Regions from separate parts of the Zea mays genome. Here region 2 is linked to region 1. Evidence: chromatin contacts called from public Hi-C data. All regions are on one chromosome and are shown on one strand. Each heading gives the region's core, a stretch centred on a gene start, on an enhancer-like site or on the middle of the called end of the contact. The rest is flanking DNA. Distances are from core to core; before and after follow the strand shown. Region 1 holds the start of LOC103634102 (transcription initiation factor TFIID subunit 2). Region 2 holds the start of LOC103632731 (pentatricopeptide repeat-containing protein At5g56310).

Region 1 (4,438 bases), core at 1,460-3,959:
CATCCACCCCACCCGTGGGCTGTCCATGCAGGCTTGCAGCCTTGGGCCAATGGACCGCTAGCTCCTCACGCTCCCAGGGCCTAGGAGCCAGGCGTAGGCAGCCAACCCCACCTCAATCCCATCATCAGCCATCACAGGATTCACACACACATGACTAGATAGGCGCACAAATGCCTCTACGCCTAGGAGCTCAAGCCTAACTCGCCCCCACTAAACTCTCTTGAATTCGAGCACCGAACAGATCGACGTGAAAATTACTAGTGAGCATCTGGTGACTCTCATCCTAGTGGTTGAGGAACTCATGCTTGTATGTTAGCCCCCAGCCTATAACGAATTCGGGTTTTTGGGTTAAACCAAAAACCGAAAAAGAACCGAACTATATGGTTAACTGAAGGTTCGGTTCCCATTTTCAAATAGAATTTTGGTTCCCATTCTCTAGAAATCGAACTTTAATAAAACCGAAAAACTAAACCAGTTAACCGATTGACCAGTCCTAATGTGGAGAAGATCGAGCTTGGGGAAGGAGTCCGTGCCCATGAATGTAGAGCCCTGGTCGATAGGATGAGTGAGGGAAGTTAGTGGGGTTGCAGGCAAAGCTCGGACGCATCTCAATTTGGACGGAGGTGTAGTGGTTGAGCGGGCAGGCAGACCTTGCTGGCGTCGGGTGGAGAAGACCAAGCATCTGGGGAAGGAATGTGCGTCCACACGATAAGTTTTTTTAAATGTTTTTTGGAATAGGTAGTTGGCATAGAGGGAGATAGATAAAGAAAATGGTTGGAGATAAATTGTATATATGGGATAATTTTTTAGGAGAAGGAAATAAAAACATTATAAAATACATATAAGTGGAGTTTTATAGGGAAAATTGTTGGAGAGAGCCTTATATGAGGAATTGTTGGATAGAGCCTTAGGATGGAGTGCAGTGCGAGGTCGATTTTGCGCGACAAAACGGGTGTGATAGTTTGTGTGCAAAGCCCGCTGAATGGAAGCAACACATGAGCTTGTGCCCATCGAATCTTACAGAGTTCACAAAAATGATCAGCGAACAATGCAGCGGTGCATTAGCTGTTCGCTTGCATCCTGAATAAAAGCCATCCATGTTATATTGTTTGTCTATCACATTGTTATATAATTCCATCAAATATTTTGTAAATGTTTCTCCTATAATTCCATCAAATATTTATAAGTTCTCCTATAATTCCATCAAATCTTTTATAAGTGCTTTCTCCTATAATTTCATCAAATATTTTATAAGTGTTTTATTTATCTCTTCCATGACGTCAGCTCCAATAGTTTGGTTTAGGAGCATTGGTCTATTCGGGACAACTTCTATTCACTTTGAATCAAAGCTAACTTTCCATCACCACAACTAGCTTTGACATCAAGAGATAATATGTTTAGGGGTTATTTGGGATTGCTTCACTTCACAAAAATCAACTTAGCTTCACAAACCTTTAGCCAAACGCTTCCACCTTCAACAACTCAACTTCACTGAAAAATGCGAAGTTACCCCAACTTCACAAAAAACGTCTCTCGCAAATGGGTAATCTCAACTCGCTCATGAAGTTGAGATAAAATTACCCACATTCACCATCAGTTACACACCCCAAAAAATGAATAGTTTTTTCTATTCCCTCATCTAGCCAACCGGTGCATGAGCATCTTGTCGCCCTTCCTGTACGCCATGGCCATCTCATTGGTCGATGACCACGCCGACGCCCATACGCCCCACACGAGGTCGAGCCACACGCCTTATGCATGACATGTCCACACGCCCGAGCTGCATGCCCGCACCGCCATGGCTCGTCTGGCTGCACCGACCTCTATGTGCACCATGGCTGCACCCAGTCTGACCATATCGTCAGTTAGAGGCCGCACCAGCGCCCCACTTGAGGACGAGCCATGCGCCCTACACGTCATGGACATGCACTCGTCTGCACGTCCGAGCCACGCGCTAATCACTTTTAAAAATCTGTAACTTTAAAGTTGAGCTGTTTTTTTAAGTTTACAAAAACAAAGTTGATTTCGTGAAGTGAGACAATGACAAACACCTTTGTCTGATATCCCGATTATATAGGAGAAAAACTCAAGATCGCGAAGCGCTGCATCCCCTCACCCGTAGGAGCGGCCTCCCTGATCAGGCGTGATGAGTTGTCTAAAGGTGTGTTTGGTTCGGTGTCAACGAGGGATGGGACGAGACCAACCTTGGGTTGATCCGTTCCTTATTTTTTGAAGGATGACCTCATCCACTATTTTTAAAGAATATTCCTTGACCCTGACTCTAGGTCTCCAAACTAAACATAGGTCAAGTTAGAATAATCTCACCCGTCCCTCTTCATTCTTCCTTATCCATCCAAACACTACCTAAGTGCCGCAGAGGTGAAGGAAAAATAGAGGTAGAGGGAGACGACAGGGTAAAATAGAGGAGCGATAGTAGGATGTAGATCAACGAGGACAAGAAGATGATGGCATATGGTGGAGAGGCGGTGAGATGAAAGAGTCCGAAGAAAAAGAGGAGCGGTGGAGAGGCGGTGAGATGAAAGAGTCCGAAGAAAAAGAGGAGCGGTGAGAATACATAGTGGAGAAAAAGTAGAGTCAAACTTAACTTATGGGTGAAACTTCGAAGCCCGTTATTATCTTTTGCTTGCCCAGTTTTCCAAACAATTGCACGGTATTAAAGGACAAGGGAAGTTTCTATATAGCCGCCTACGGCAATCTCATAAACCCAGTCCCATAGACCGCAAAGACACAGCCGCAGCAGTCAGGTATTCACGCGCGCCGAGGCTGCCGTTCCCCATCGCGACCCTTGCACCGGGTCCACGCTGACCCTCTTCACGGGGGCGGCGAAAGATCTCAGCCGCGACGGGTTCGAGCGCCGGCGAGCGCTCGCCCACCTGGGCCTATAAACTGGCCCCGGCTCCTCTTCTCGCGTCGCAGAGCCCAGCCTCGGGATGACGTGGCGTATCGCGACACCGCCACAGCTCACTCAACCGCGCGGGTCTCCAACGAACCCCTTGTAGAAGCTTCCAAACCCTAGCGCAGGAGGAAGAGGAGCGTGGAGGAGCTCCAGGAATGGCGAAGGCGAGGAAGCAGAAGGGTGACGGTAGCGGTACGGGCGGAGGCGCCACCGTTCTCCACCAGAAACTCTGCCTCTCCATCGACATGGAGAACCAGCTGATCTACGGGTGAGCCGCGCCGCAGCTTTAAATGTGCTGAAATAGTTGCTATCCTCTCCCTGGTGCCCGCGCCATGACCTTTTGTGCGGGTTTAGCAGTTGTTCAGTGCTCCTTAGCGGGGATGGGTTGAGGCGCCAGGATTAGGGTTTGGAGCTCGAGGTGGAGCAGGGAGTTAAAGATGCGAGCGTTTGCGCTTTGTGTGTTGAAGTTAAAATGCTTTGTTTGATTTGTAGGACATATAGACCAATTTGTTTTCTGTTAATCAGTAATTGGATTTAATAGTGCAGTATCATTGCTGGATACTGACTGAAGTTGATGCTACTACCTGAATAATGAGCTGTACAATGTGATTGCTTAATAATGTCTGGTGAAGCTTTGCTCGTCTACTTGTGCTTGATTACTCATCTTGGCCTGTATCGTAATATCAAATTCTGTCAATTACATGAATAACTGTTTTAACCTGTGGACTGGAACAAATAGTTTCCTGCGAGGTCTGAATTTTTTGTGGAAGTTCCTTTAAGGTGATTTAATCATGCACATTATGATGCTTTGTGTTATTATGGTTCCACCTTAGTAACTGATCTGCCCTATGCTTACAAGATTCCTGTAATAGAATGTGCAAATTACCGGGATGCTGTGCTGAAAGAGCCAATTTATCATGGAAACGTATCTAGTGCAAACCAACCCCTCCGTGCAACCGTGCAAACTTCTAATATGAATCACATGATGTTGATCCAAGGGGACGTGCGGAGGAGTGGGAGGGGGGATTTGAAAAAGTGTGATTAGCAGCGGGCGGTTAAGTGTAAAATTATTCACACCCCTGCGTCCAGTGGCTAGAGTAAATTAGGGGAGGGTGCATATGCCTTGAGGGTGCATGATAACAATTTACAGGTGGTGCATATATGGTGAAAATTTGGTCCAAACCACTAGATTTCCAAATTTTCGTGGGTGCATGTGCACCCCCTAATTTCTACGTAGCTCCGCCCCTGCCTGCGTCCCTTGGATCAATATCATGTGGTTCAGATTAAAAGTTTGCACGGTTGCACGGAGGGGTTGGTTTGCACCAGATACGTTCCCATTTATCATTGTGTAAACCATGAGCTGTCTCTGTTGTCATTGTGCTAAACCATGAGCTACATTTTTGTTATCAAATCTCAAGTTATTCTTTGAAACCTGACCAGGATGCATCTGAGTATTTCACCATTTGCTGCTGTGCTACATTTGATAGACACTGTATTATGCTATATATCCCTGTGAATGGT
Region 2 (4,469 bases), core at 68-2,567, 240 kb before region 1:
AGAGAGGGCGATGACGAGCACGCCGAGGGCGGGGGCAGGGGTGGTGGAGGTGGAGGAGAGAGCAGTGAATGCGGCGCCGGCGCCGGCGGCTGTGGCAGCAGAGCTCCGGCCGGGGAAGGAACGGGAGACCTGGACGAGGGATTTCGTCAAACGGATGGCTTGCGCGAAGTTCTTGGCCGCGACCGTGCCGTGAACGGCGGCGGCGAGGCCCGCGGCGCGGTTGCGGGACGAAGGTGCAATGGCAGCGGCAGCGGCGGGGCCGGAGGCGGAGAGACTGTGACGGCTGCAGAGATGATGGTGCGGGGCGTTAGGGCGGCGGCGGGAGAAGAGGAGGCGGACAGACGTGGAGGGCGGCGGCATAGGGGCATTGGGGCAGCGGCAATCTGCCATATTTGACTACGGGGTTGTTCTACCATAAGATGACAGTCCAACCACCCCGAAGATTCCTAATACTACCCTGTTGCAATTCGTTAGACACGATTTGTAATTCATTTGACTTTTAACAAATTTGATATGCTCGTTATAATAATATTTTTTTACTGTAATATGGTTTAGTACATGATATATTTTATGTATAACTTCGATTTTTTATATATATTTTTTAAAAAAAACAACACAAGCCAGTTAAACTTGGTAAAAATATGTAAACGAATTATAAATTAAGATAGAGAGTAAAGCATATTTTATTAGTGGGCTAGTTATTAGGCCCAGTTTGGTAGAGCTCATCATCCGATACTTCACCTCTAGCTCTGGCTTATTAAAAAAACAGCTCCCACATTATTATCGGGAAAAGCTTTAGAAAGACTGTCCTGTTTGGTTGAAATATAGCTCATTCTTTAGCTTTTGCTGTGATATAACGTCGTTGAAAAGAAAAAACATGAGAGAGGAGCCAATAAAAACTCATTTTTATGGCTTCTGCCTCTTGTTAGGTTTTTAGAGGTGCTCCTCCTTTTCTAAGAAGAGCACGTCAAAGAGCCTCTGGTTTGGTAGATTTTTTTTTCAAGAAATCAACTTTAAAGGAGCCTTACCAGTATTATTGAGGAATCACAAATCATGAAACGATGTGCCATTAAAAAATAACAAAATCTAGCAAAAGAAACATACCGTGTGATTGGTTTCCTGCATTTGTTCGGTATGTGTCATGGGATAGAGGATTTTTCATTTTTTTTCTTGTTTGGTTGAATGGTTTGTTGACATGGCGTGCATTAGCTTATATAAAAGATGGTCTTGAACCAAGCTGCGGCCATACCCACCAGAATAGCTGCGCTGCGCATGCAGGCTCTGCGCGTACGGACCAAGTTAGCCTGACTCTCCAAATACATAAACCAAACATGCCGATATTGTAGCCGTAGGTCGCCAAGACGCCAAACTTCCAATTGCACGCATTAATGTCAGCTAACGAAACTCGTATCATTCCCGGGGGCCGGGCCAGAAGCCAGCCGGCGAAAGATGCCGAGCAATCGCACTCGCCACCGGGCTCTTGTTCCGCCCAACCTGCCCCGGTACATCCCATACTCCCGCGCGCTGCAGCAGCGCCTCTTCCTCGTCGCGCAGCACCTCAGCCGCTCCTCATCCCCCTCTGCCATCCGCCGCGGCCTCGACCAACTCCACGCACAGCTCCTCCTCAACGGCTTCACCCATAAGCGCTTCCTCCTCGCCAAGCTCCTCTCCCTCACCGTCGCTGCCGCCGACCTCCCCCGCGCAGAGTCACTCTTCATCCTCTCTGTGCCCCCTTCCCCAGCGTCCCCCACCCTCGCCAACCTCCTCCTTCGCACCGCCGCCACGTCAGGCTCCACGCCCAGCGCCCTGCTCGCGTTTCTATCCCGCCTCGTGGGCTGCCACGGGCTGCGCCCCAACGCATTCACCTTCTCAACCCTCCTCGCCGCATTCGCCCCCGCGGGCGTTGGGGCGCTCCCCCATGGCCGCGCCCTCCACGCGCTCGCGCTTGCGAGCGGAGTACTCGCCCAGACAGGCGATAGTGGGCACGTGATGACCAGCCTTGTTAGTGTGTACGCGTCGGCCCAGCAGCTCGGGGACGCCCGTAAGGCGTTCGACGAAATGTCAACCAGGGCGGTGGCCGCGTGGAACTGCATGCTCGCCGCGTACGTGCGATGCCGTGAGGTGGACGCCGCACTGCGGTTCTTTAGCGAGATGCCCAATAGCAGGAGGGACGTGGTGTCGTGGACGACGATGATCGGTGGGTGCGCGAATGCTGGTAGGCCAGCAGAGGCGGTGGAGCTGTTCTGGAGGATGAGAAAGGCGAGGGTTAAGGATGACGCAGTGACTATGGTTGCCCTGCTATAAAAGCCTGTGCGGAGCTGGGTGACCTAGAACTTGGGCGGTGGGTGCATGCACGAGTGGACTTGGAAGGGTGGCAGCGGAGGACTGTGTTGCTGGACAATGCTCTCATCCATATGTATGTGAAGTGTGGTGCTGTGGAAGATGCACATCGCTTGTTTGGGATGATGCCAAGGCGGAGCTCCGTTTCTTGGACTACTATGATCTCGGGTCTTGCAATGCATGGTCACCCCCAGGAGGCGCTGGACTTGTTCCAGAGAATGCAGGATCGGCCTGATGGTGCCACGCTGCTGGCAGTTCTGCGGGCATGCAGTCTGGCAGGGAGGATTGATGATGCACGGTGGTACTTTGAAAGTATGGAAAGAGTTTACGGGATAAATCCAGAGATACAACACTATGGATGCATGGTTGACATGCTCTGTTGCTGGAGACGGTTGAATGAAGCACTTGAGCTTGTGGAGAAAATGCCATTCCAGCCAAACGAGGGTGCGTGGGGTGCAATCCTGAGTGGATGTAGAAGGGAGGGCAACCTTGAGCTTGCAGCTAAAGTGACTAATAGATTAGTTGAACTGCAGCCAGCGCGAGCAGCCGGGCACCTAGTGCTGCTGTCCAACATGTATGCTTGCGTAGGACAGTGGGAGCAGGCTCAGATGGTGAGGGAAAGAGTGGCTGCACTGAATGCTGAGAAACCTGCTGGCAGAAGCTGGGTGAATCAGAATGAGTCCAGCATGGTGGTAGCACATGCTCAACTGGTTGATTCGTGACTCAAAAGCAAAAGGCTTTCACAAGACTATGTATAGTGTATATTGCCAAACTTAAGAGTAGAACTGCAATTATTTGTTGTCAGGTGTTAAGCCTTGACATTTTCCTCAGAGCACTGGCATAGATGCAATTGGATCAGTCTTCAACAAATCTTCACCACCTTCAGATTGCCTGTTATACTGATGCCCTCTTGTTCCTTCGCAGGTTAACAACACGTATCCGTTGTTTTTCATTCTTCTGTAGAACTTACAGGGTAGAATTGGTAGAAACAGTTATACTCCCAATGTCCCAATTTATAATTTGTTTGACTGGCTCGTCTTATTTAATTTTTTGCATAAAAATGAAAAATTCAAAGTCATATTTAAAGTATACTAGTCGGTTGCCCGTGCGTTGCGACGTGCGTTGCGACGGCTTACAACAATACCCACATAAACTATCCATCAAAAAATTCAAGATTTTTTATTGAATGTCTCCGCTCTCTGTATAATATATATTTTGATTTGCCTAACTGATGTTATTGTTTACTCCATACAAATATGTCTTGCTACAACACGGCCAATGAAGTGAGCGATTAGAAGAGAGTTCACAAAGATTGACTAAATGAACAGAAATTATAAAATGACATAATTCTATCATACAGAAACCAAATAAGAGAGTTTGTGAGGTCAAGTTTCTAAAATAAGTCCCATGAAGTCAAACTTATAAAAAAGATAGATCAAAATATGGAGTGATTGCTAAAATCAGGCATCAATAAAAACTTGATGCGCTCCATATAAATTATACTACTTCTTAGCAATTACTAACGTTTAAAACCAACAAATAACCTTTTATTTTGCTGTTAGTGTGACAAATCATTGCTGCTCCATCCAATTCAGCAACCTCAAACACCATGTAGTCCATTGTGCCAATGTGGTCTCAGAAACGACATAATGCTTACAAGAGCCAATAACGTCGTGCCATGCTTGGGCTGCAGCCTCGGCCCGTAGTGCTGGCCCGACCCGACATGATTATTTTTTATTTTACAAAAAAATGTATATACCTATATACAATTTATATTCAATATTAAAAACATCTTAGCGTGATGTTCTACTGGTTAGACAGTTTCACCCAGTGTCTCCCGCCCTTTTTTCATCAGGGCATGGGTTTCAGCCCCACCTCCTGCACTGTTTTTTAACATTTTACGCTGATTTAAATGGATCGACTGGCTAACGGGCTGGCCCGACACAGTTAGCAGGTCAGCGGATTAATTTGAAATAGCTACGAGGGGTTATTTGTAAAAAAATGACGCATGACGACCGTTGAAACTGGTGCTTTAAGTATAGTATAGATTATAAAGTAGACGATATCATAGTAAATAATTATTGTTATTATATTTTTAAAATAAAACAAGTCGGTCAAATCTGGGATAA

What was found. A called contact is a pair of places that touch in the nucleus more often than the background predicts.
Region 2: a contact with region 1 is called in a Hi-C map of ear, with 4 times the contacts expected there. The contact joins the promoter of LOC103632731 here to the promoter of LOC103634102 in region 1. A contact is called at or near these places in 8 of 25 Hi-C or Micro-C datasets (ear, endosperm, leaf and 1 more) and 1 of 3 datasets of contacts at active chromatin or transcription factors (leaf).

The regions. Positions count from the first base shown.
Region 1 is chr7:115,293,730-115,298,167 of Zm-B73-REFERENCE-NAM-5.0, reverse strand. It overlaps LOC103634102 (transcription initiation factor TFIID subunit 2), which reads left to right and starts at 2,709. Exons shown (of 25, transcript XM_020541015.2): 1 at 2,709-3,185. The coding sequence starts at 3,073.
Region 2 is chr7:115,529,444-115,533,912 of Zm-B73-REFERENCE-NAM-5.0, reverse strand. LOC103632731 (pentatricopeptide repeat-containing protein At5g56310) reads left to right here and starts at 1,317. Exons shown (of 1, transcript XM_008654475.3): 1 at 1,317-3,408. The coding sequence starts at 1,450. The coding sequence ends at 2,304.